Regions from separate parts of the Rattus norvegicus genome. Here region 2 is linked to region 1. The links are chromatin contacts, called in public Hi-C maps. All regions are on one chromosome and are shown on one strand. Each heading gives the region's core, a stretch centred on a gene start, on an enhancer-like site or on the middle of the called end of the contact. The rest is flanking DNA. Distances are from core to core; before and after follow the strand shown.

The links. Hi-C and Micro-C count contacts between places; a contact is called where the count stands out from the background.
Region 2: a Hi-C map of the A7r5 cell line shows a contact between it and region 1, with 1.4 times the contacts expected there. The contact joins the promoter of Osbpl6 here to the enhancer-like site in region 1. A contact is called at or near these places in 2 of 12 Hi-C or Micro-C datasets (the A7r5 cell line and frontal cortex).

Annotation. Positions count from the first base shown.
Region 1 is chr3:81,756,295-81,761,664 of GRCr8, reverse strand. It overlaps a transcript of Osbpl6 not described here. Among named protein-coding and RNA genes, the nearest start is that of Rbm45, 46 kb to the right of the region's middle. Within about 2 kb of position 1,999, at least 10 of the 93 cell types and tissues checked have an H3K27ac peak or open chromatin away from gene starts, as enhancers often do. A contact at or near this core is called in the A7r5 cell line, where this site is marked.
Region 2 is chr3:81,842,989-81,848,358 of GRCr8, reverse strand. It overlaps Osbpl6 (oxysterol binding protein-like 6), which reads right to left and starts at 2,328. Exons shown (of 26, transcript NM_001107735.1): 1 at 2,274-2,328; 2 at 1,979-2,128.

The sequences.
Region 1 (5,370 bases), core at 750-3,249:
TGCTTAACATACCTGATGCCCTGGTTCAATCACCAATGCTAATTAATTAATTAATTACATGGGGAAAAAGTATTTAAAAGCAAATAGAGCAGTTCCAAGCAGGAGTTAGTGACAAACCCTATAATTTCAGCCTTAGGATAGGACCTGAGGCCAGAGAATGTACAGTCTAAAGCCAGCCTGAGCTACAGAGCAGGACTCTGTCTCCGAAAACAAACAAATATACCAAGCCCACGAGGCTGAGAGACATAGCTCAGTAGTCCAGTAGCTGCCTAGAGCATTCACGGCCCCATGTTCAACCCCTAGCATGCCAGCAATTAAAATAGCAACACAAATAAAGCCAAGAGAAGCTTCTGGACTTCCAAAACAGTATCCAATTTTCAAAACAAATTTTGGGCCAGAGGAACACAGAGCACAGGAGGCAAGAAGGTATGGGGGACAACAGTGACACCCTGGGGACTTGTGAAGGATGGGGGAGGTGTCCTTAGAGGTAGACAGAGGCTAAGGCAGGTCGGGTATGGAATGGGCAATGACCTATGGCTGAGAAGACAAAAACAGACAGCCTTAGCCATCATTCCCAGAAGCAGCCTGGAGTGGGCTTGTCACCCCCTCAGAGGTTCAACAAGTGAGCCCAAACACACCAGGATTTCCAGCTTCGATCTTTCTCTTATGACAAACTAACTTGCAAAGAATCCTAAGACAGAAAAAATTTAAGAAAGATCACTGAATATAATGAAATTTTAATTTATACTTGACTTCCACGTCTCTTCTAAGGTCTACAGTACTAGTAAAAGAAGGTTAAACCTCATATCTGCAATCAATGAACAACCATAGGGGAGGAGAATGTAGGATCCCAGCATGGTGGCCCACCTCTGTAATCCTCAGGAGGCAGAGGCAGGAGGGTTGGAAGTTTAAGGCCATCTTTGGCTACAGAGTGAACTGGAGGCCAGCCTAGACTACGTAAGCATAAAATATCAATAACACAAGTTAGTTCACCTAATGTAAACATGAGCCTTACGTGGTGCTTAACATTTCGACTTCCCGTCTACAGAGGCACTCTACTGTCTGATCATTCCTAATACAAGGAAACGGGATCTGAGAGATCGCTGACCCAGGCTCGGTTGCTTTGCAAATGTAAGACGGGAATAGAACCTGGGTATCCACGATGCTCATTCCAGGGCCCTTCCTGTCAAATATGAACCACTTTGCTGAAAAGGGTCTACACTGACAAAACTTCCTAGGAGACAGCCTATTTCCACAGAGGAATACCCTGAAAGAAACCGATGGAATAGCAAAGAGAATGCAGTTTAGCATGACACCACGCTCACCTGGATCCAACACACTAGAGAATCTCCTAACAAAATGTAGTTACATGAAACCTGCTCTCAAAATTCCACTAGGAAATAGAAATTCCAGATACAGTAGCTAAAGATCACGTACATCCTGAAATCTCTCCAGGCTGGGAAGGTAAACAGAAGTCCTTCAGCTTCTTTCATGTGTCTTTCAAAAAAAAAAATCAGCCTTCTGAGGTCACTACAATGCCCTCTCTTCTGTGACAGGCACTTCTCCAACCTTTCCCACTCACTTCTATCTGCTTTTGTTCTTCAAGTTTCCCAGCTTCAACACCAAAGACTCCCCACCACCCAACATGCTGTACCAAGCCTGCTGGATCCCCTGCCTCTCACCATCCACTTCTAAATAAACCTGTATGAAAGGAACAGAAAGACACATACACACAGAGACCGTCCTTGGAGCAGAAATGGTCATATTATTTTACTCAATAGATTTGGATGCATGGTTAATTCATGACTAGTGTATTTTATTTCTCTTTGGAAAACTTACTTTTCAGCATGGCAGCCAGCTCATAACTATTTGTGTTATTGCCAATGAGAGTCCTGCCAGCACATGGCTATTCTTCTAAGTTGAACGATCTACCGACTGTCCTTGCATTACCTCTCCTGCGTCTCACTATGCTGGGCTGTACATAGCTGGCATTCTTCAGAGGTGTGAGGACAAGGGCATGATGATGCAATCGCTCTTAAGAGAGTAGAACCCAGCAAAGACTTAGCAAGTAATAAAAACAAATTCCAGGGAATGTTTACAGGAATGAAGAGAGCTAAGAGAGGACCAGTGATGGCCAGAAATGAATCCCAGAACCAAAGACAATTAAACACTACAGATTCCTGGACCAGAGATAACTCACCCCCCTGGGGGGAGGGGTTACAGGTGATAAAGACGGTGACCTACAGCATCATGGTCTCCTCAGTTCTACTATGGCTGCACACAATCAGGCAGAGCAACTGCTGTCAGTCTCTGCGCCCTCCCAGTCCCAGGCTTCTACCATTACTGCCTTCCACATTTTTCCTCATTCCCATCCACCTGGGTCCTACTCCGTGTTCTGTGAGTCTCACCCGTGAGAACAGCTAGCTGGGAGAGCAATGACGGAAGCAGGGGAACTATAGAAAACCAAGATGTGTTAATACGTTCCAAAGGACAAAGGCTCCCCGTGTCCTTCTGCATGGACCTCTAACCTGCCAGGTTGTTAGTATCAGTGACTGTTTGTGGAAATAAGCATGTGCTTCCAGCAAGAGACTGACCCCACCCCGCCCCCACCCCACCCCCGATGTGATAACCCCAACGTTACAAGAAGTTCCACTGCTGACAAAACTCAACAAAACTGATCAGTGTGAAAGATCCCCAGGAGACTTTTTAATTGAATAGACAATGAATTCTTGCACTTAACAATCTAAAAGAAAGAATAGGGCACCGCAAGAAAACAAGTGTCTCTCCATATCCATCCGGACCCCATACTTTTCTTTCCAAGAGGCAATTGTCGTTTTGAGGTATTTTGGGGGTTTTTTGTTTTTGTTTTTGTTTTTGTTTTTGTTTTTTTGTTTTGTTTTGTTTTATGGAACAGCATTTACGGTTACAAGCGAAAGTGCGCTCGAGTTCATACTTGACAAGAAGAGTCATTTTCTAATATTTAACATGAACGGTCATTTTCTAACCTGTGCCCTGATCTGTTCTTCCAGCCTAGAGGTCTTCGAGTGCCAACAGTGTTCTGGGTAGTCTTGCACTTTCGATAGCAATCTGATTTTGTTTCTGCATCCAAATTATTTAGTCAGTTCAGGATAACTTTTAATGCTTCTTCCTTAATCAATACTATAATAAATTTCTACACAAATTCATCCTGCAAAGTATATTAATAGAGAAACCCCTCGAGGTCCCTAGAATAAATTTTTAACTTGGGGAGTTAATGCCGAATGATGCTATCCCTAGGTGTCACATCTGCCATCTTGTTCACCTAACTATAAACCATGACGCTCACTGATTTCTGAAAGCCATGTCACCATAATGCATGAAAAGGGTTATGATGCTTGCCAGTACAAGGAATTCAGTACTGTAAGCTCGCATTTCTCTCCTCAGGAAGCAAGCATGATTTTGCATTTATGTGCCACTTCTAATTAACTTTCTGTGAAATGAATGGTTTGTTTATTTCCTTTACCCTTTTCTACTGGGTTATCAGTCGTTTTTCTCTTCTTGATACATAGGAGCAATTTGGACATTAAGAATGCTGTGAACAGTCTCTAACAATAAATTTTATCTTCTGTCCGTTACATGTGTGATCTTTCATCACATGGGGCTAGAGCTCTTTTGTTTTTGTTTACATTTTATTGCTTTTATGGTTTCCAGGATATTTAAAGACTTTATTTTAATGGAGAGTCAAGTGGTTTTCAAAATACCTGCTCTTCATAGCTTCTGGGGTCCGTGTTTTGATTTCCTCTGTTGGTGAAAGACAGGTGAGGTCACGGTCTCCTCCGTCCCTTCTGCTGAGCCTTTACTTCACCATCTGCTTCTGTTGGGGTCAACTCTGTCCTCCTCCCCTGTGTTTCTAGGCGGCTTTTTTTTTACATGAGCCCTACATTGCAGATCTCTCTCTCCTCTCTCTCTCTCTCTCTCCTCTCTCTCTCTCTCTCTTTCTCTCTCTCTCTCCTCTCTCTCCTCTCTCTCTCTCTCTCTCTCTCTCTCTCTCTCTCTCTCTCTCGTGTAGCTCTTGCCTCAATTTGAAACTTACTGGGATCAAAAAGAATATATTAATGTCTTTTCACAATCCACGTGCCATTCAAACTGCGCCACTCTTTCTATTCCTGGGAAATTATACAATAAACACTGTTCAGATGCTCTGCCTGATGGAGTGAGAATATGCAAAAGCTTGTCTAGCTGCTATAGATAAACAGAAAGCAAAAATATGAAATAATTTAAAATAAATCCAGACTTTCAACTTTGTCTCCAGAAATAACACATGACAAAATATATTTACTTTAATGTTCCTTTAGTTACTTAGGTATCTAGTGTATTTATTCCGTGTGATACTGATTTACAACAACGAGATGAGGATGTAGCTCAGTGGTGGACCACTCACCTAGATCCCAAAGATCCCAGGTTCTATCCCCAACGCTACAATATAAATAAGTAAATAAAACTTAGCTCTAGTTTAGGGCATGTGAGGTAGCACCTACAGCTGAAAATTGAGGCCAAGTTTATTTTTAGTTTGACTTCTGAAAAAAAAGATTCTAAAAATAAATGGGTGTTACTTTTCCTTCTGCCTTTACAGGTTTGAAGGGGTGTCTCTATAAGAGGTAAGGCAAAACCGACATGTCAAGGTCCTATTCCTGGCCAAAGTGCCGCTGACTTTGTTAACATAAGCAGGCTGGCTGTCAAGGAAATGAAAGAGTAGCCAGTTCAGGAGGACTTAACTTTCCCCTTTGCCTTCCCACTACTGAACAAACTACGGTGCTATAGTTGGCCAAAAAGCAAACTCTCAGAGCTGGAGAGGCGGCTCAGTAGTTAAGCACACCTGCTGCTCTTGCAGAGGACCCTGGCTCAGTTCTCAACGTTCACAGGACGACCATCCATATCTCCAGCTTCAGGGAATCCCATGCATTTTTCTGTGGCGCACATACATGCATGCAGGTACTCATACACATAGAATAAAATAAATCCTTAAAAAGAACAAACACTAAAAACTACATACACACATTTTCATTTTCTAGTCAGACAAGAGAAAAGGCAAGGGGGAAATATGTAAATGCATGGATGTATGTCACAAGAAGAGATTAAAATCTCAGTCCCAGCTCACTTTCTCATTCATCTACCCTTAATTAGGGTAGGCTTTACTTCCTGTCCTCACTATCAGAATTCAGTTACTTGTCAAAGCTCAGCGTTATCTGCAGGGCCCTTGGGGTTAAGTGTGGGGCCTCCTTTCCTTAACTTGGAAAATACGAGGCACCGATAGTATGGGTTTTTCTATTGCGTTTTTCTTTCGGTGTGGTTTTGTCTTTCCTGCACCACTAAAGACAAACTCATGCCTAA
Region 2 (5,370 bases), core at 1,079-3,578, 86 kb before region 1:
CTCTGAGTTTAGCTAATGTGGGCAGGGAAGTGCTTCACCCACAATGACTCATAGTGAAAGGATTCCACAGCAAAGACCCACAGTTGAGCCCAATTCGAATTAACAGCAGTATTGCTGAATGAATTTCAATTTTCAACAGGATATTGATCAAGTTGGGGGGAAAGTCTTGACTAAATGCATCACACTGTGCACTCTGGTGGCAATATCTCTCACTGTTACATTGTTGTACAGATAAAGGGCACAGCAAATTGCTCACTGAATCACCCCTAAGCCCAGATGTGCCAGCTAGAAAATGGACTCTCACTCCCTACAGAAGTCATACAAAGAAGAATTAGATCAATGAGTTGCTTCTACATCCTGGTAGCGTGACAATTAAATCCAATAATGGAACTCTTAACGTCATAAAATACCCAACTTTAAGATGACAACACTGAGCTGGCGGTAGGGTCATACACCTTTAATCTCAGCAAGTGGTAGGCAGAGGCAGGCACATCTCTGAATTCAAGGACAGCCTGGTCCACAGAGTAAATTCCAGGTCAGCCAGGGCTACACAGAGAAACCCCATCTCAAAAAAAAAACAAAAACAAAAACAAAGGCAAACAAAAAGATGCCAACACCGTGTGTAAATAAAACAACTCAGGCTGCATCCCTGGGCTAATCATATCTCTCCAGATCAGTGGGCCATCCTACCTTGGCTTTCTTTTTTTCCAGGTAAATTTAGTAAGTCCCTAAGGGTATTCTTCTCAAAGCTCATGTTTGATATAAAATAGCAAACATTAGAATAATGGCAGAGAAAAAAGACAGCTGTGTTGAAGTTCACAGACATGAGCTCACGCGAAGAAAGAGAAAAAATGCAGAGCTCTTAAACGGCCTGGCTTTCAAGTAGATGCCTGGCAGGTACCATCGATCTGTAGAACTAGTTGATTAAATATTGATGGAAGGCTAAAGACTATCCGATAGTAATCATTAGGGTGGTAACGAGATCACATTGCGCATTTTTCTAATAGAGGATTTCTGACTTTTTACGGGAAGTGGTTATTATATGTAGTAAACTGATTTTTTTTTTAAAAAAGATATATATGAAATCATGGTCTAAAAATTCACCTGCGTCCTATTAGTTTGCAAGCTGTCATTTGAACTGATGTGCCTATGAGCAGAAAGCTCCTCACATTATATGATTACACTATTCCTAACTTTGGATCCTAAGCGCCCAAGAAGGAACTAGGAGAGTGGTATAATCCATGTTAATGCTCCGCAGATCACAAATGTCTACATCATCATCATCATTGCTATCATAGCTGCTGCCTGCACCCAGAATAAGAAAGTGTGAGTGGAGGGTATGCAGCATGCAAACCTCCCCCAAGGGCAAGCACTAGCACCACAGCCTTCCACACGGGGAAGGCAGTGTGCTGTTGATAGCCATGGTGCGGGGAGTGGGGGTGGGGGGACGTCCAAAGGTTGAAGGTCAAACTCACATGGCCTAATATATCAAATGGCGGCTGGCTCTGGACTCGTTGTTTTAGTCTCACGGGCAAAAGCAGAACCAAGTCTCTTTACAAAACAAAACAAAACAAAACAAAAACCAGAAATGTACGCGTGCTCATACAGTGCTATTTGCATGCAACCATATAAGGAAACCATAGGTAACACTGCAGCCATGTTTATGCTGAGGTCTGCAAGCTGACACTCAAGAAGTGAAGGGTAGTGTCTTGCTTCCCCCATGATATTGTAGATAGAAATATAAAAGTTAACCAACACTTTTGAACATGTATGTCCTTTCCTTTAGAAGAAAGCCAAAGGGAACTTTTTCCTGAGATGACTACACGTTGGATTTTGATGCACTATTTTAAGATCGGATACACAAGAGGTTATAAAGAAGCCCCTCGCTATGGCGTGGTGACGTGCCATTACTGTTGGTGTTATTCAGACTGCCTGACCCACCCTGCATTTGCTGGAGGTGTGTGTTCTTCACACTCACCTTTGCCTCGTGTCAGAGTCTTCTAGCTTGGCTGTACCATTACAACTGCTTCTCAGTGGCCTGGCCTCTGTTCTTTTGCTGCAGTCTGTCAGCCCCGCTGGCACTGCTGGTGCCTTAACTGTCTTCTTTTATTGGCTTCCCAGTAAGAACCTGGAAAAGAACAAGGACAATCACACAGGGCGTTTCCACAGAATGTCCAAGTGACCCTCAGAAAGATGCCTCCCCACAGCTCTCTGGATGAGGAGGCTTGGACGGACAGCCATTTCGGCTTTTACTGCCTCAGCTCCGTCTTAGCCGACTGCGAAGACATGACCACTGACCTCCCCAGTGTTCACATTGCTGATTCACACCTGCTCGCTGCCCAGAGTCTTGAGTAGAACCCTTCAGGTGACACAGCGAATACTCTCAGTGAGGACAAAGTCTAGTAGTCCATTGTCTAGAAGCAAGCTCAGCTTCCTGACGAAACCTGAATAAATACTAGGCAGTGCTGTAGAGATAACAGATGTGAACCGAGATCGTCACGTGAGCTCGTGAATCTCCTGATAAGACCCAGGGGTCGTCCAATTTGCCTTTCAAGAGTAGACCCATCGCTCCGGACGGTACTATCACAGAATCCAGTTTTCAACTTGGCATTGTCTCTCGGGAAGCCAAGATACACAGACTGAGAAAACAAATGTTTACTTTAAGAATAAAGAAAGAAGCCAGTCCCAAAGCAGACGCCTCACCAATGACACCAGGTACCCTCTGACACTGAAACACAAAGGCAGCCCTTCACCTCAAGCCAACGACCCCTCTCTGGCAAGTTCATTTCTTCACAACACAGCACTAAAAGTATTCATCAAGCCAGATGCTGTGATCCACATCCGTCCTCCTAGTTCCTGGGAGGCTGAGACAGGAGAATTTTGATTTAGAGGTCAGCCTGGGTTGCAGAGTAAAACCTTGTCTTGGGGGAAAGGAAAGGAAATAAAAAAACTATTTTGGGGGTTTAATTATTGGAAAGTGAGTCCCTATCCCCTTTCTAACAGACCATGGCCTACTCTAACTTCAAAAGAGCCCTGCCCACCCTCAATGCTATGAGTAGACTGGTTATTCTTTTTTTAAGGGCGAGTGGGGGTAAGACAGGGTCTTATTCTGCAGTCCACATTGGCCTGGAACTTCTGCAGATCCTCCTGCCTCAGCTTCCTAAGTGTTGGCATCACAGGGAGCAACCATGTCCCTCTTGATTGTTTAATATCTTTCTGCCCCAAAGCATTTCTTGCAAAGTTCTCTCCATCCCCTGCATCAAAAATAAATCTATTATATGTGTTACACTTTGTAGATCTAAGCAAACTTAGCAGTAGATGACGCTGACGGCAAGAATGGAGTATGGTTGATAGCCACCAAGATTGTTCCTGTGAGAGGCATGGCAATTTATTTATTTATTTATTTATTTATTTATTTATTTATTTATTTTTGGCACACAGGATTCCACTCATGCCCTTTCATCTCACATAATTAATTGTAGGCAGATGGTGAGATCTAAATTTTCAGAGTAGAAACTCTACTAGCCGCCTTCTCCTGGCCTTTGTCAGTGACAGATTCTGTCAAGTATATAGAGTCCTGGGCTATGAGGAAGTTCCGTTTCCTCTCCCCTACCTCATCTTCTTCCTAGACATTCTTTCCAACTTCTTATTGTCCCAAAGTGGAATGATCAAGAAGTAGAGAGGATCATGTGATACAGACAGGGTTTCCGACACTTCCCTCCATCCCACCACTAAAATTCAGCAGAGAAGAGGGTGATGCAGAGTGAGTCTCGGGGCCCCCAACTAAGAACATTCCTTCTTCCCCACATCCTCTATGAATCCTCACAGTCTGGGCCCAAGGAACACTTTCCCATTTCTCCATTTCCTTCTCCTATCCTCTTGGCCAATGCGCCCTTCAAAATCTCACTCTAAGTCTCAGTCCCTGGATAATTCATTGATTTTCCTCCCCTCCCCTCCCCTGGGGCTTTTGATCTATTCTCCTCCTGTGAGGTCACCCTGGTCTCAGAGTGACTTCTGTTCTGAGAGTACACTCTCAGAAGCAGGGAGCAGCTCTTAAATACTCCACCCACACCCCAACACATACACAGCATGGTCCAGAGTTCAGAATGGAAAGTTAGCAGGTTTTAATCTGCATGTGCCTTATACAGGCATGAAATCTATCATTGTCCATTGTGATAAGGGCAGGCTTTTGTACTGTTGGGCAATGCCAAGATGGAGACGCTTTGGCTTGTTTTGAGACTGTTACTAGCGTTCATGTAGACATCTGCTGTAACCTTCCAGGAGACTGAGTCCTCTGGGTTAAAACTGTTGCACACTTCAGACATAAACAAACAGCTCTGAGAGCCACAAATGAATGGCTATTGTGGTCATACATATTAATTAATGAGAACAGCCAGAGCTATACGGTAACATCTGCATTCTAAATTCCCAAGATTCTAATACTTTGTTTTATTTTATTTTTTAAATTATTCACTAAGTGACATGTCGACTTTATTTTAAGGCCCTGCCCACAGTCTCAATGTGCACAGGAACTGCACACAGGGCAGAAGTCCAAAGGTGAGAAGTCTAGAGCGTTTGAGTCTGGTTGCTCCTTGTGAGAGCACCTGTGGGAGATTAATTCTTAAAGTTCAGGTAAGAAATATGCCAAAGGCAGAGACAGGACTGGTTCTTTACACGAGCAGAATCCAATGGATGCTTTAACAAGAACAGCCTATTTGCTTTTTATCTACCGACACTGACAGGAGAAATCATTTTCTAATTTAATAACAACTTCTGTAGTACCAAAGGGCTCCCAACACCTCCCTCCTGAGACTGTCATTAACTGTAAGTTTTAAAGGTTGAAAGGTTGATTTGATCAAAATCTCCCACACCAACCAATACTCAAGTAGGAGTCTCTGGGAGATCCCATCAAGGAGTTTGGTGACTTGGCAATGATTCTGAGCAGCTCATTCAGGAAGCCAAGGATCAGCATTGTCCCTTTAGCCCGGTGACTAATCCTCCCACAGCCTGCATTCTGCCCACCAGACATCGTGTCCTTGTCCGGTATATTCTCCACTCTTCTTATCTCTCATTTGCTCTGGTCAGAGATAGAGATGAACTCCATCAAAGACTAGACGGTACCATGAAACTACTAGGCAAGCGAACACAACACAAGGAGACTAGGGAAAGGAGGATCCATCACTCTGAGAAATAACAAAGGGAAGTTTCATAAAAACAGTTAGAACGATCAACCATCACCGTCAGCAGGAAAGGGCTTCATACAGTAATCTACAGGCCAAGTTCATTTCACTACAAAATGAGGACACTTGCGACTCTGACTGCTTTCTCTAAACATGTGGTCATGGGTTTTAGCTCAATGTCCGCTTTATT